Linked DNA regions of Sus scrofa: regions 2, 3 and 4 are each linked to region 1. Evidence: chromatin contacts called from public Hi-C and HiChIP or PLAC-seq data. All regions are on one chromosome and are shown on one strand. The core of a region is the stretch at or near the end of the contact, and the rest is flanking DNA. Distances in the headings are between cores, read along the strand shown. Region 1 has its middle 12 kb from the start of NFKBIZ. Region 2 overlaps LOC102162881 (a long non-coding RNA gene). Region 3 has its middle 270 kb from the start of NFKBIZ. Region 4 overlaps LOC102162881 (a long non-coding RNA gene).

Region 1 (2,896 bases), core at 263-2,762:
AAAAGTTATAGTTATTTGGTATCTGAAAGTATGTTTGTGATGTGAATCTGTCCATTGACACTCATGGAAAAACTCACGAATCGTTTTAAATAAACATTAATTCAATGATGCTATTCTTCTTAAGGATGTGCATTTTCTTTTCCTAGTCCCTTATTTATATTTCCCAAGGTTGAAAAGCCCTATTAGTTACTAATTTAAAACCTTGCAATTAGCCATTATTTATTTATTAGGGATTCTTTTGAGAACATATTTCCTGAAGTTATGTAAGACCTACCATCAAAAAACTCGTTTGCCAAGTTCATTAGAGATTTATTAGATTCTGAAAATATGGAAGTTTAAAATACATTGTTGATCATTTAGATGTTTATGTGCCAAAAAAGCTAAGTCATTATGTTTATGACTGTATTTTTCATACTTTCTCTTGTGGGAGCAGTGAACATAGGAAAAATAGTTTGGGATTCCCAGGAACATCCTGAGAGATGTAAACCTGGGAACATCAGTAAATGGGGTCCCTTCTTTCCCCAACATGCCATTTTGATGAGTTAGAACAAACACATAAACATCTGTCAACATTAGTCATTTACAGCACGTATATTCTAGTTCTTGTAACCCCTTTTGGGAATCTGATGAAAGCTGTAAATCTTCTCCCTGGCAAAATTGCACCTATGCACATACACACAAATGCTGTTTACAATGTCAGGGGCTACACTGCCACCAGGGGCCCATGACTAACAGGTTAAGAATCTACTGTAGCTCTATTTCTGTACATCATTTTTCTTCTTTCGTATAAATGAAGTCTCAAGAGTAACATATTGCAAATGCAACCTGATAACCAGAACAGTAGAAATAATGAACCTCCATTAAATGTATCTATACTATGAGCTTTTTCCCGAGTGAACTTACATATTCTTCATCCCAAGTTCTCTCATAATTAATTAACTGGACCAGTGCTTAGTAAGCATGTGATTGCGGGTTCGTGCACGCAAAGCTTTCTGATAGATAATATGTGGCATTTAAAGACATGAAAGGCATATTTCTTACCCTTAAGTTATATACATGGGAAGCATGGCATGTATTTGATTAGAAAAAAGAGGAAGAAACATAAAGATGGAGAAGAAGACTTTACATCTGAATGTGGAGAACTAAGGAGACTTCAAGGTGGAGCATTTTGAGTTGTATCTTCAGAAGAGCTGATTTGAATGTTCCTACAAGGGGAGAGGGAGGTGAATGAAACAGAAAACATGAATCAAGGCAATAGTATTTTGGGGGAACCACAAGTGACTCACTGTAGCTTGGTTAATATTTGGATGGCCAATAAGTTTCATCTTGTGTTCTACCTATAACTGGAAATATTCTCATGAGTGGTGTATTGGGAAAGATCTTCAGGCAGTTTAGGGGCTTTGGCAGAAGAGGGTGCTGTAATTGGTGAATATCTGCCATATGGGCAGAGAGGGTGGTTATTGTTGGAATATTTCCTAAAGAATGACCGCCCAGAAGCCAAGACTATGGGCTCAAGGGCCAAGCAGAGTGCTTGGCATGCAGTAGCAACTTAGAGGATACTGAGTGGATGAATGTATGTCAGTCCTGGTTGGGGTCATTGGTTTTGTGTGGAAGTGATGTTTTGAGCCAGAGATATACTGTAAAGTACTAATGAGTTAATGATCATAATTCTGAACTTAACTCAGCTATGTAATTTAACAATGATGTCAATGATATGTTAATGAAAAATGGCATTGTTGCACTCTTAAAAAAAAATTAGAGTTAATCCTGTGGAAAGGATTAATTCTAATACCTGTAGTGTGATGTTTCACTAAGGAATTTCCTCAAGTGTCAGAGACCATATCTTCCAGCTCCATTTGTTAATCAAATAAGTAACAATATCATTTCTAAATTTTTACTTAATCAGGAGTGGAGAATTTCCTCAAATTCTTCTAACCTTTAGTAAATGTCACCTTCTTAAACTCAGTACCACTGACTTTCTCATCTTTTGATAATACCAGTTCCGTATTGAACGTGACTCCAGGGAGAAATCAACTTCAGCCACTGGCTAAGTTCTTGTTGATCGTTCTGAGGTCAGGCTAAGGGACAAGATCTTACATTCATTATAACCAGACACTCGGGTTTTTGGTTGTCCTGCTAGTGCCCTGGATTTGTCCTTGAGAGGAGAGGAGTGACCATGTTTTTCTTCATCAGAGGCTCCTCACCTAGCACAGTGTCTGACACATAGTAAATGTTCAATAAATACCTGAATTTAATTCATAGCTTCCTTTTAAAAAAAATTTTTTTTTTTGTCTTTTGTCCTTTTAGGGCCGCACCCACGGCACATGGAGGTTCCCAGGCCAGGGGTCCAATTAGAGCTACAGCTGCCGACATACACCACAGCCACAGCAACGCAGGATCCGAGTCGTGTCTGTGACCTACACCACAGCTCATGGCAATGCCGGATCCTTAACCCACTAAGCAAGGCCGGGGATCGAACCTGCAACCTCATGGCTCCTAGTTGGATTTGTTTCTGCTGTGCCATGACGCGAACTCCCATAGCTTCCTTTTTAATTTATATTTTCTCAGTATATTTTATACCTCAATGTGTAAACATTTTATCATTCACATGGAGTTTATAACTTAAACCCAAAAGACTTCATCTTTAGCTATACACCAAGTCTGGTTTCACTTTATCTTCTCAGTCCCCTCACTCCACTCTTGGAGTCTGTGTCGACTCAGAAATGTCACATGAATGGCACGTTTCCCCGAGGACTAAGTGCAGATTGCTCTCAAAGTGTGTCTAGTCTCTTATGTGTGTTTATCCTCCAACGCCATGCTGCCTGCTCCCTCCACCAAATGATTTCACTTGCTTGTCAGCCCAAGATTTGGGGATAAGAGTAGCAAGACAGCTAGT
Region 2 (2,954 bases), core at 80-2,579, 190 kb after region 1:
CTGTGTGCTTTGGGGTTAAGGCAGTCAGTCTATTGGAGGCCCTGTGACTGATCTGAAGCAGTGTGTTGAGATTAGCAAAAAGGAGAGCTGCCCACAGAGTATCTCTTTCTTTCTGAGTGGATGGGTTAGACTTAAACGTTTGAGAAATTTTTTCAAGGGCCTATGTCTGAGGGAATTTGAGCAAAAAGTCTATGGGTTTTCAGCAGTGGCCATGGGTGGTGGCCACGGCTGGGTGATTCTCACTAGAGAAATTCTTCTCTATTCCTTCATTAGTATTGATGAAAGTAACTCTGATGAAAGGAAATCACATGATGAGACTGTAGCTGTTTTGTCGAAAGTGCTACTCACTTGAATTGTAAAGCTGTGGATAACCTTTCACCTTAGGCTTATCCCTCAAGGGAATAAACCCCAAGGAAACAACCAAAAAGTACTTTGTACAGACAATGTCTTGAATTTTAAAGGGCATATGACTGAGAGCAACTCAAGTGTTTAAGAAGAGAGTAATAGCTAAACAAATAATCGCAAAACTTATTATAGAAAGTTGGAGTACTACAGAGCTACTAGAAATAAAAGCTTGGGCACTCTTTTTAAAATTTTTAAGCTAAAAAATTTAAAATTAACATATAGTTGATTTATAGTGTTGTGCCAATTTCTACTGTATAGCTAAGTGACCCAGTTTTATACACACACACAGACACACACACACACACACACACATTCTTTTTTATATTCTTTTCCATCATGGTGTATCCCAGGATACTGGATATAGTTCTCTGTGCTACACAGTAGGACCCTGTTATTTATCCACTCTAAATGTAATAGTTTGCAGATATTAACCCCAAACCTCCCAGGGGTTTTCAGTGACTTCTTTTGGTCACTGAAAAGTATATAACAGATTGTTCAGATGAATAATGTAGAACACATAATAGAATATTTGTACAGTTGTACCTGTATCAAATATGTGTACTCCCAAGTGGATTTAGAGATGTGGAAATAGTTTATAAATGAGTTTAGAGAAAAGAAAATTGAGTTTAAACTCATTGGGTTCTTTTATGTAAAATCATTCGAAGACCAAAATCTCTAAAGAAGATGGGGGGGATAATGCATTGAAGGTACTGGATAAGGCTACTGGCCTTTTTTCCTCATACGCTGCTTAGACTCTTATTACTGTTTAATACCTATGCTTTGTCTTCCCTAACATGGCCCATTCACTATGTTCCCAGAAGACTGAGGAAGAGGCAGACCGAGGTGAGAGTCCTTGACTGAGCCTTGAAAGCCCATCAGAACAAGGGGAAACGCTCTGCTGCCTGTGTAGTTGGTCATTGATGAGTCACTAGTGGTTCACAGGCCATTTGCTGCTTGGCCAGCTTTGAGAATAGCTCTGCCACTTGGTTTCAGGATGAAAGATGAGAAAGCTGCCCCTGTGTGGCTACTTTTTAAGCAAGCCAAGATATGTATATTGTGGTGGTTAAAAGTAGTACCGCATTTCACCAGCAAATCTCCTCTGTTTAGCAAAGATAGTGATAAGGGTATACATTTGTTTTTCCTCCAAGGGTCTCAATAAACTTGCAAATAAAGCTTTATTTTTCTGGTATATTCTAAATATAGACCATGGATGGGAAGATTTTTAGTTAGTTTTACTTTCTTCTTTAAATATTCCTCTACTGTTTGAATTTTTAAACACATTGAACATATTATTTTCATAGCAAAAGAAAGAAAAAAATACCTAGTCAGTATTTAAAATTTTCTGTTGACCCTTAAAAAGATTAATAGATCAGATCAGACTAATAACATTAAAAGTCTCTATGTGACAACCCTTCTCAATGCCCATTGTAAACAATGTTTAAAGATAGGTGGCAAGCTGATAGGGACTGTCAATTAATACCTCTGATACATGAGGATATTTGATAAATCATGAAGAAATGATGAGACAAGGCCCAGAGATATAAATAGACAATTTACTATGGAAATGGGCATAAACATGAAAAAAATGGCTAACCTTTAAATCAGTGCAGGTTAGAAGAATAATTAGCTATTAGTTTTCATCTGTTGAGTGGGAAAGTTTAATTGCTGATATTCATTATTGGCTATAGGAAGAGACCAGAGGTATTCTCATACATTCTGTGGGAATTTAAATTGGTACAAATTGAGGGCAATACCTCTGAAAATTTTAAATGAGAATATCCCTTGACTCACATGTTCTATTTCTGAGCAATTTCCTAAGGGGGTAACTGTAAAATTTTACACAGATTTTGTGATGAGATTGCTTGCTGTAGAATTGCTAAATTATATACATAACCATTAAAAATAGAATTGATAATTATAAAATTGAATGAAAAGGGATACAGATTTGAGGGGGAATAAGAAGCAGTGGATGTGGGGGACCTTCAGCAAATACTCGAAACACAGATGGTGTTGTTTCTTCAGTTCTGAGAGGCACCGAGTGTTGTCAGGTCTTCCAATTTTTCAAAATAAGGCCCAAATTTGGATTTTAATATGACATTTTCCACATTTAAAAATGTGGGAGTTCCCATCGTGGTGCAGTGGTTAACGAATCTGACTAGGAACCATGAGGTTGCAGGTTCGATCCCTGCCCTTGCTCAGTGGGTGAAGGATCTGGCGTTGCTGTGAGCTGTGGTGTAGGTTGCAGACATGGCTCTGTTGCTGTGGCTCTGGCGTAGGCCGGTGGCTACAGCTGCAATTCGACCCTTAGCCTCGGAACCTCCATATGCCGCGGGAGCGGCCCAAAGAAATAGCAAAAAGACCAAAAAAAAAAAAAAAAAAAATGTGGTCCACTTCATCAAATCTGGCCCACATAGACTTTTTCAACTCTTTTTTTTCTTTTCTTTTCTTTTTTTTTTTTTAGGGCCACACCCACAGCATATGGAAATTCCCAGGCTAGAGGTCGAATCGGAGCTGTAGCTGCTGGTCTACACTACAGCCACAGCCACAGC
Region 3 (3,026 bases), core at 220-2,719, 250 kb after region 1:
TGGTTCAACAGCTTGAGGCTGTTGGGGGCTGAAGTCTTTACGATTCTCTTGCCTTTCTTTCATGGTTGCAAGATGGTGGCTGTAGTTGCCTTTCTAGCCCTTGTGCCCACGTTCCAGGCAGGAGAAAGGAAAAAATGGGAAAGAGCAAGAAGGTGTATGCCCACTGAGTCTTTTAGAGATTTTTTTTGGAGCTCCAACCAATTACTTCAGCTTACATTTTATTGACCAGAACTATGTCATATGGCTGTCCTTATCTGCAAGACAAGCTGGGAAATGCATGTTTCCCCTGTTCTCTGAAAGTAGTGTGTTCCTATGAAACCTTTCATAAGCTGTAATGGTATAAGGCAAAGTAACAATTACCTTAGGACACGTCTTGCTAATGGATGCACAATAAATGGAGATAAAGCATAGCTGCTCACAAAGTTCAAAGCTATGGTGGCCTGATGCTGAGATGCTGACTGCAGTTCCCCGGGGAAGGAGCTTGGCGGTCCTCTGTAACAGCCACTCTCTGCCTCTGTAACAGCTACTATATAAATGCTGAACACAGAGTTCCTGTTGTGGTGCAGCTGAAACAAATCTGACTAGGAACCATGAGGTTGCTGGTTTGATCCCTGGCCTTGCTCAGTGGGTTAAGGATCAGGCATTGCCATGAGCTGTGGTGTAGGTCACAGATGCGGCTCAGAACTGGCGTTGCTGTGGCTCTGGCGTAAGCTGGCAGCAACAGCTCCGAATGGACCCCTAGCCAGGGAACCTCCATATCCTGTGGGTGCAGCCTAAAAAGACAAAAAAAAAAAAAAAAAAAAAAGAAAAAAAGAAAAAATGCTAAACATTTTTTTTTCACCTTTTTTCATAAAAGCAAAATCCTCTTGGAATTTCTTTTGATTAGTGAAAATACACATTAATGTGTATTAATGTAGGTCTTTTGTAAAAGTGGGATAAACCAAACTTGAAAAGTGGGGGATCCCTGTATAAGTTTTATCTGGGAACATTAGTGAGGACTCCAACATTTGGATTGTGTTAATGAGCAAGAAGAGAAAAAGATTTATTGGGTTGAAAGCCAGCATTATGTAGCACAGCTACATCCCAAGAGCTGCAAAAAATATCATTAATACACAGATCCTCCCTCAATGGGTAGATAGTCCTCTCGCATAGCAAAGAGAAGCTTAGGAAATTCCTGCCACAAAGGAATTAAACAATACATCAAAAGGAAGACTTATTTAAGGGATTGGAGAGGATAGTATACTTTAGCACTGAAGTCTTTACTCAGAGGACAGCCACTAGTTTAATTCAGTTGTAACCTAAGGAGATTTTTGGTGGTTGGCAGATGTGTTGCTTCAAGGCTGTCTTTTGGCTCTTATGATGATTCCTGCTTCTGATTTCCTGTGGTTGGAGCAGTGTTTTCCCTCATTTGGAGACATCTTGTTCTTGTCTGAGTCAGTAACCATTACTCATCTTGTGTTGGCTCCTTGTTAGGGTTTCCATTAAGTTTTCCAAGGAGACGCAGGGACATGAAAATCACCAAGCTGTGGCAGATCAAGAGTAGGGCATCCTTGTATTTCTTTCAATATTTCTTATTTTTATTTTCGCATCAAGCAAGTCAAGGTTTTTAAACTTGTAAATCAGTGCACAATTGCTCTACTTTCTTCTCTAAGAAAGATGGAACCTAAACTTACCTGCCTTTTAAAAAATCTAGGGTTCAATATCCCTGTGATCACAGTGCATAATATGAGTTACATGGAGGGTGAAGCAGAAGCCAGGGACTTTCAGGTGGATCTCATAGGAAGTCAGGAGAAAGGTTATGAGAGCAAGTAGAATATTCATGCAAGAAACTTAGCTGGGATAGAAGGCACAGGGTGTGGCTACTGATAGGCTATACAAGAAGAAGGAGAGGGAGAAGGGAAAGCAGAAGGAGGAGTCAGAGTTGACTCAGACATTAGGACTCTGAGTCTGAGAGAATGGAGCTACCAGTGGGATAAAGAAAATCAGAGTAGAATCTGTTTGGGGGTCAAAGGAGGAATGATGTGCTCTGTCTGTGTTGTCACACATACTTTGTGGAGGAGGCGGAGGATGAAAGTCTGGCCACATAGACAGACTGACCAAGGGTCTGGTATGGTTATTAAAGTGCTTAGTTGCAAATTTCTTCCCACTTTGTAATAAAGTCTGATTTGAATTTTGAATTCAGATCATTGGGAAATGTGCATAAAACTCATTCTACATTAAAATGCAGTTGGGAGTTCCTGCTGTGGTACAGTGGGTTAAAAACCCCAATGCAGTGGTCTGGATTTCTGAGGAGGTGAGGGCTCAATCCCTGGCCAGGTGCAAAGGGTTAAAAGATCCATTGTTGCTTGTTGTTGCAGCTGTGGCTCAGGTTGAAGCTGCAGCTTAGATTCAATCCCTGGACTGGGAACTTCCATATAGCACGGGGGCAGCCATTAAAATTAAACAAAAAATGCAATGAAAATTTGTATTTTCCATTATCTCTTTCTGTACTGCCTGAATGATCACAGACTCCAGGCAAATTAAACTTCATGTTTAAAATACAGTTTTCTTTAAAATTGTAAAATATTATTGCCTATTTCAGGTTTCAGAGGACATCTTTTTATGTTTGCCAAATTACTATTCACCTTTAACAATCCAACAATTTCCAGATGCTTTACCAGCAATGGACAAATTTCTTGCATTGCAACCTATACACATATGACAATTCTTTAGTATACCCACTTTGCAGAATTATTTCTATTAACAAGTGATGAACCATTCCTAGATAATACAGAGTAGTTAGCATACATGAAGATGTTTGATAAGCACTCATACTCATTGCTTTTTTAAGCTTGCCTTTTACTTCCTTGGTTTCCATCGATTCCATATTTAATTTGATCCAAGGAGTTGGTTTCATTGAGTGATGCTGAGACAGGGAAACAGAATTGGAGTTAATTTCTTTACTTCTTCCTTCTCATTTTTTGATATAGCTCTGTAGTGGGATAGCACTATATGCTTAGCTCCATCACAATTGTGCACTTGAGATA
Region 4 (2,915 bases), core at 267-2,766, 220 kb after region 1:
GCCTGGAACCGTCAGGAGCTGTGTGGCCAGGAGTGCTGGAGAACTGTTATCTGCTCAGTCTGATGGCCAGTTCTCCCAAGGAGCCTGGGCTTCCCTTCGCTCCTGAAATGGCTTTCTGGTGAGGTCTCTTTTAACATTAGCTAGGATGGCTACAGACAAAAAAAGGGCAAGTCACCCATTTATAACCCTAAACCTGGGGTGCTGAAGAAGAGTGTTCTATGTGTGGTATAAATAATTCTAAATTATGCTCCCCAGAACTCCTGGGAGGGGCAGCCTCTGAACCTCTCATTCCTGCCTCAACCTCTGCAACAGTTCTTCCTTTAACCTAATATCCACTTTTGTGTCATCACATATTTTCTGGCAAAAATAACTTTATAGCTACAAGTGTGGTGTAGAGGTCAATTCATTATTCCATTAGGGAGAAGATGCACTTTCAAACCCAGGGGACACATTTATTATTGTATCCTTCAAGGATATTTAAAAGGTGCAATTAATAAGATATTAAAATATGGCACTTTTGCAACCAACAGATCTTTATGCTTTTTTTTTTTGTTAGGATATTATGCCTTTTATTTTATGCCTTTTTCCTGTTATGATATTAAGTTTAAGAAAGATTTGAAGACAAGGAAATTGAAATGTTTTTAAAAAGACTCCTTTAAAGGAAAGGAAACCCTTTTATAAGCTGGTGTAAATGGAAAAACTTGGGCTTTTATTCCGGAAAAAGAATCATGAATGGAAAATCCCCAATTAAAAGGTCACTTTTAACTGAAACTGAAAGAAACAAGTTCAGTGTATAAAATCAGAGAGAGGGAGACACGGTAATATTCTTTAATCGGTAAAGAAATGTGATACTTTTCCAAAGTGTTATCTTTGGGAAAGTTCTGAAGCTGTTTGCCATTTTTCTTGATCTAAATTATTTGGTCATCTATCCAGAAAATAAAACTAAGTATTTCATAAGAACTTTGAGGAGAATTCCTAGCCTTACATGGAAGGAATCCTCTTTTCTTTTTGGTGTTCCTTTAAGGGGATTTTTTTGTTGTTGCTGAAGGAAATGTCCCATTAGTATTTTACATAGAATTCCTTTAAGGGTGACCAGGGTGGAGACTTTGAGCATTTTTGTTATAATTTGTCAGTAGAGGTTACTTTGTCTTCTGGGTTCTCAGAATACCTGAGGAAATGATTTGTGTGTCGTTGAAAGGTGGCTGTTGTCTTAGTGTTGTCTCAGTGACAAAAGAGGTGGATTCTTTTCTGAGGAGGATGGGGTTTGGAGGTTTGCCTGTTAGAATAATTCTGGTATCAGAATTGTCTGCTGGCACTTGCACCCTTAGATCCCTTATAAATTCTTCCTTGTAACAATGCAGGAGAAAACTTGAGAACTATGTTTCTTGGGGTATTTTGCTAGTAGGGTTCCAAGCTGGTAGGACTCTGCCAATGACATACTCTCATATGGGATCCCAAATGTGGAAGAGGAAGGGGGCTGATATTATCTTCCTGTTCTCTGGCAGTGGTGTGGGCTGATGAGTAGGCTTCCCAGATGTCCAGATGTGGAGTGGTTGCCATTTTACCTACTTTGGAGCCCTAAGAATCTCAGAAATTGGCAGCAGATACTTGCATAGTTCTGATTTTGGGTGGCAGCAAGCAGCTTCCTTTTTCTTTGTGGCCACAAACTTGAAACTTATGACAGCCCCTCCCAATTTTTGCTCCTCCAGTTCTTTCAGTAGTTTTATAAGAACCTATTTCCTTATATTGAATCCATTCCTTTTTTTTTTGGCCACATGGGTGGCATATGGAGTTCCCAGGCTAGGGATCAGATTCCAGCTGAAGTTGTAACCCATGCCACAATTGTGGCAACACAGATCCTTTAACCCACTGTGCTGAGTCAGGGATTGAACCTGCATCCTGGAGCTGCAGAGATACCGCTAATCCCATTGTGCTATAACGGGAATTCCCATTCCTGGTTAAGACACTTAGCATGGTTTCCGATTTCCTGACTGAATTCACAGGGATTTTTCTCCACATTTATGTTTTTCCAATAAAGAAAGCTGTCATTCCTGGTGGCTGGAGTCCACTAACTAAGCTTTGGAAGAGAAATTTTTCTGTGGGCCCCATCTTTAAGAAGGCCACAAAATTTGGCTTCATTCTATGTTTTTATTTTTATATTTATTTATTTAGTCTTTTTAGGGCCACACCCCTGGCATATGGAGGTTCCCAGGCTAGAGGTCCAATTGGAGCTGTAGCCGCCAGCCTATGCCAGAGCCACAGCAACTCAGGATCCGAACTGCATCTGCAAACTACACCACAGCTCACAGCAATGCTGGATCCTTAACCCACCGACTGAGGCCATGGATTGAACGTGCATCCTCATGGATGCTAGTTGGGTTCGTTAACTGCTGAGCCATGAAGGAAACTCCCATTCTGTGTTTTTAAAGTCTATTCAGGACCCACAGTTTTTAATCAACATGACACAAGATTAGTAAAATATCTATTTGAATTTATTATGCAACTTGTACCTGTTAGTATTTTAAAGATCTGATTAAGCTGTAAATACAAATGCTGTGAAATATAAATTTAATAACCAAGAAATGGTGTTTATTTTGTTATAGCCTCTGTGCAGTTCCTTTTCAACTGTGTAGTTATTGTTAACAATAAATAGGAAAATCAAACATAATTGGGACCAACAGTAATTAGTAATCATTGTCCTTCTGAACTTGACATCCTATTCACAGCTTATGGCTTCAGGGTAGAGACTGTAGTGTTGGCGATGTGAGGAAATCCTGGAGCTTTGTCGGGGGTAGCATGGGGGCTTTTTTCAAGGGGACCTTGGTTTAGAGAAGTTTCTCCCACTTATAGCCTCAGCCTCTACTGAGGATTTCAGGAGAGTAATCTCCAGGGAGTTGTCTAGCTCAGCTTTTCGG

The links. Hi-C and Micro-C count contacts between places; a contact is called where the count stands out from the background. HiChIP or PLAC-seq counts read pairs in DNA pulled down with a chosen protein or histone mark.
Region 2: a Hi-C map of embryonic fibroblasts shows a contact between it and region 1, with 1.9 times the contacts expected there. The contact joins two enhancer-like sites. A contact is called at or near these places in 1 of 47 Hi-C or Micro-C datasets (embryonic fibroblasts) and 1 of 2 datasets of contacts at active chromatin or transcription factors (alveolar macrophages).
Region 3: a Hi-C map of embryonic fibroblasts shows a contact between it and region 1, with 2.4 times the contacts expected there. The contact joins two enhancer-like sites. A contact is called at or near these places in 1 of 47 Hi-C or Micro-C datasets (embryonic fibroblasts) and 1 of 2 datasets of contacts at active chromatin or transcription factors (alveolar macrophages).
Region 4: a contact with region 1 is called in an H3K27ac HiChIP or PLAC-seq map of alveolar macrophages. The contact joins two enhancer-like sites.

Annotation. Positions count from the first base shown.
Region 1 is chr13:157,258,642-157,261,537 of Sscrofa11.1, reverse strand. It overlaps a transcript of NFKBIZ not described here. Among named protein-coding and RNA genes, the nearest start is that of NFKBIZ, 12 kb to the left of the region's middle. Within about 2 kb of position 1,512, at least 5 of the 83 cell types and tissues checked have an H3K27ac peak or open chromatin away from gene starts, as enhancers often do. A contact at or near this core is called in alveolar macrophages and embryonic fibroblasts, where this site is marked.
Region 2 is chr13:157,070,191-157,073,144 of Sscrofa11.1, reverse strand. The region is part of intron 3 of LOC102162881 (a long non-coding RNA gene); the gene reads left to right. Among named protein-coding and RNA genes, the nearest start is that of NFKBIZ, 200 kb to the left of the region's middle. Within about 2 kb of position 1,329, at least 7 of the 83 cell types and tissues checked have an H3K27ac peak or open chromatin away from gene starts, as enhancers often do. A contact at or near this core is called in alveolar macrophages and embryonic fibroblasts, where this site is marked.
Region 3 is chr13:157,005,379-157,008,404 of Sscrofa11.1, reverse strand. No RefSeq gene overlaps it. Among named protein-coding and RNA genes, the nearest start is that of NFKBIZ, 270 kb to the left of the region's middle. Within about 2 kb of position 1,469, at least 6 of the 83 cell types and tissues checked have an H3K27ac peak or open chromatin away from gene starts, as enhancers often do. A contact at or near this core is called in embryonic fibroblasts, where this site is marked.
Region 4 is chr13:157,035,267-157,038,181 of Sscrofa11.1, reverse strand. All of the region lies in intron 4 of LOC102162881 (a long non-coding RNA gene), which reads left to right. Among named protein-coding and RNA genes, the nearest start is that of NFKBIZ, 240 kb to the left of the region's middle. Within about 2 kb of position 1,516, at least 16 of the 83 cell types and tissues checked have an H3K27ac peak or open chromatin away from gene starts, as enhancers often do. A contact at or near this core is called in alveolar macrophages, where this site is marked.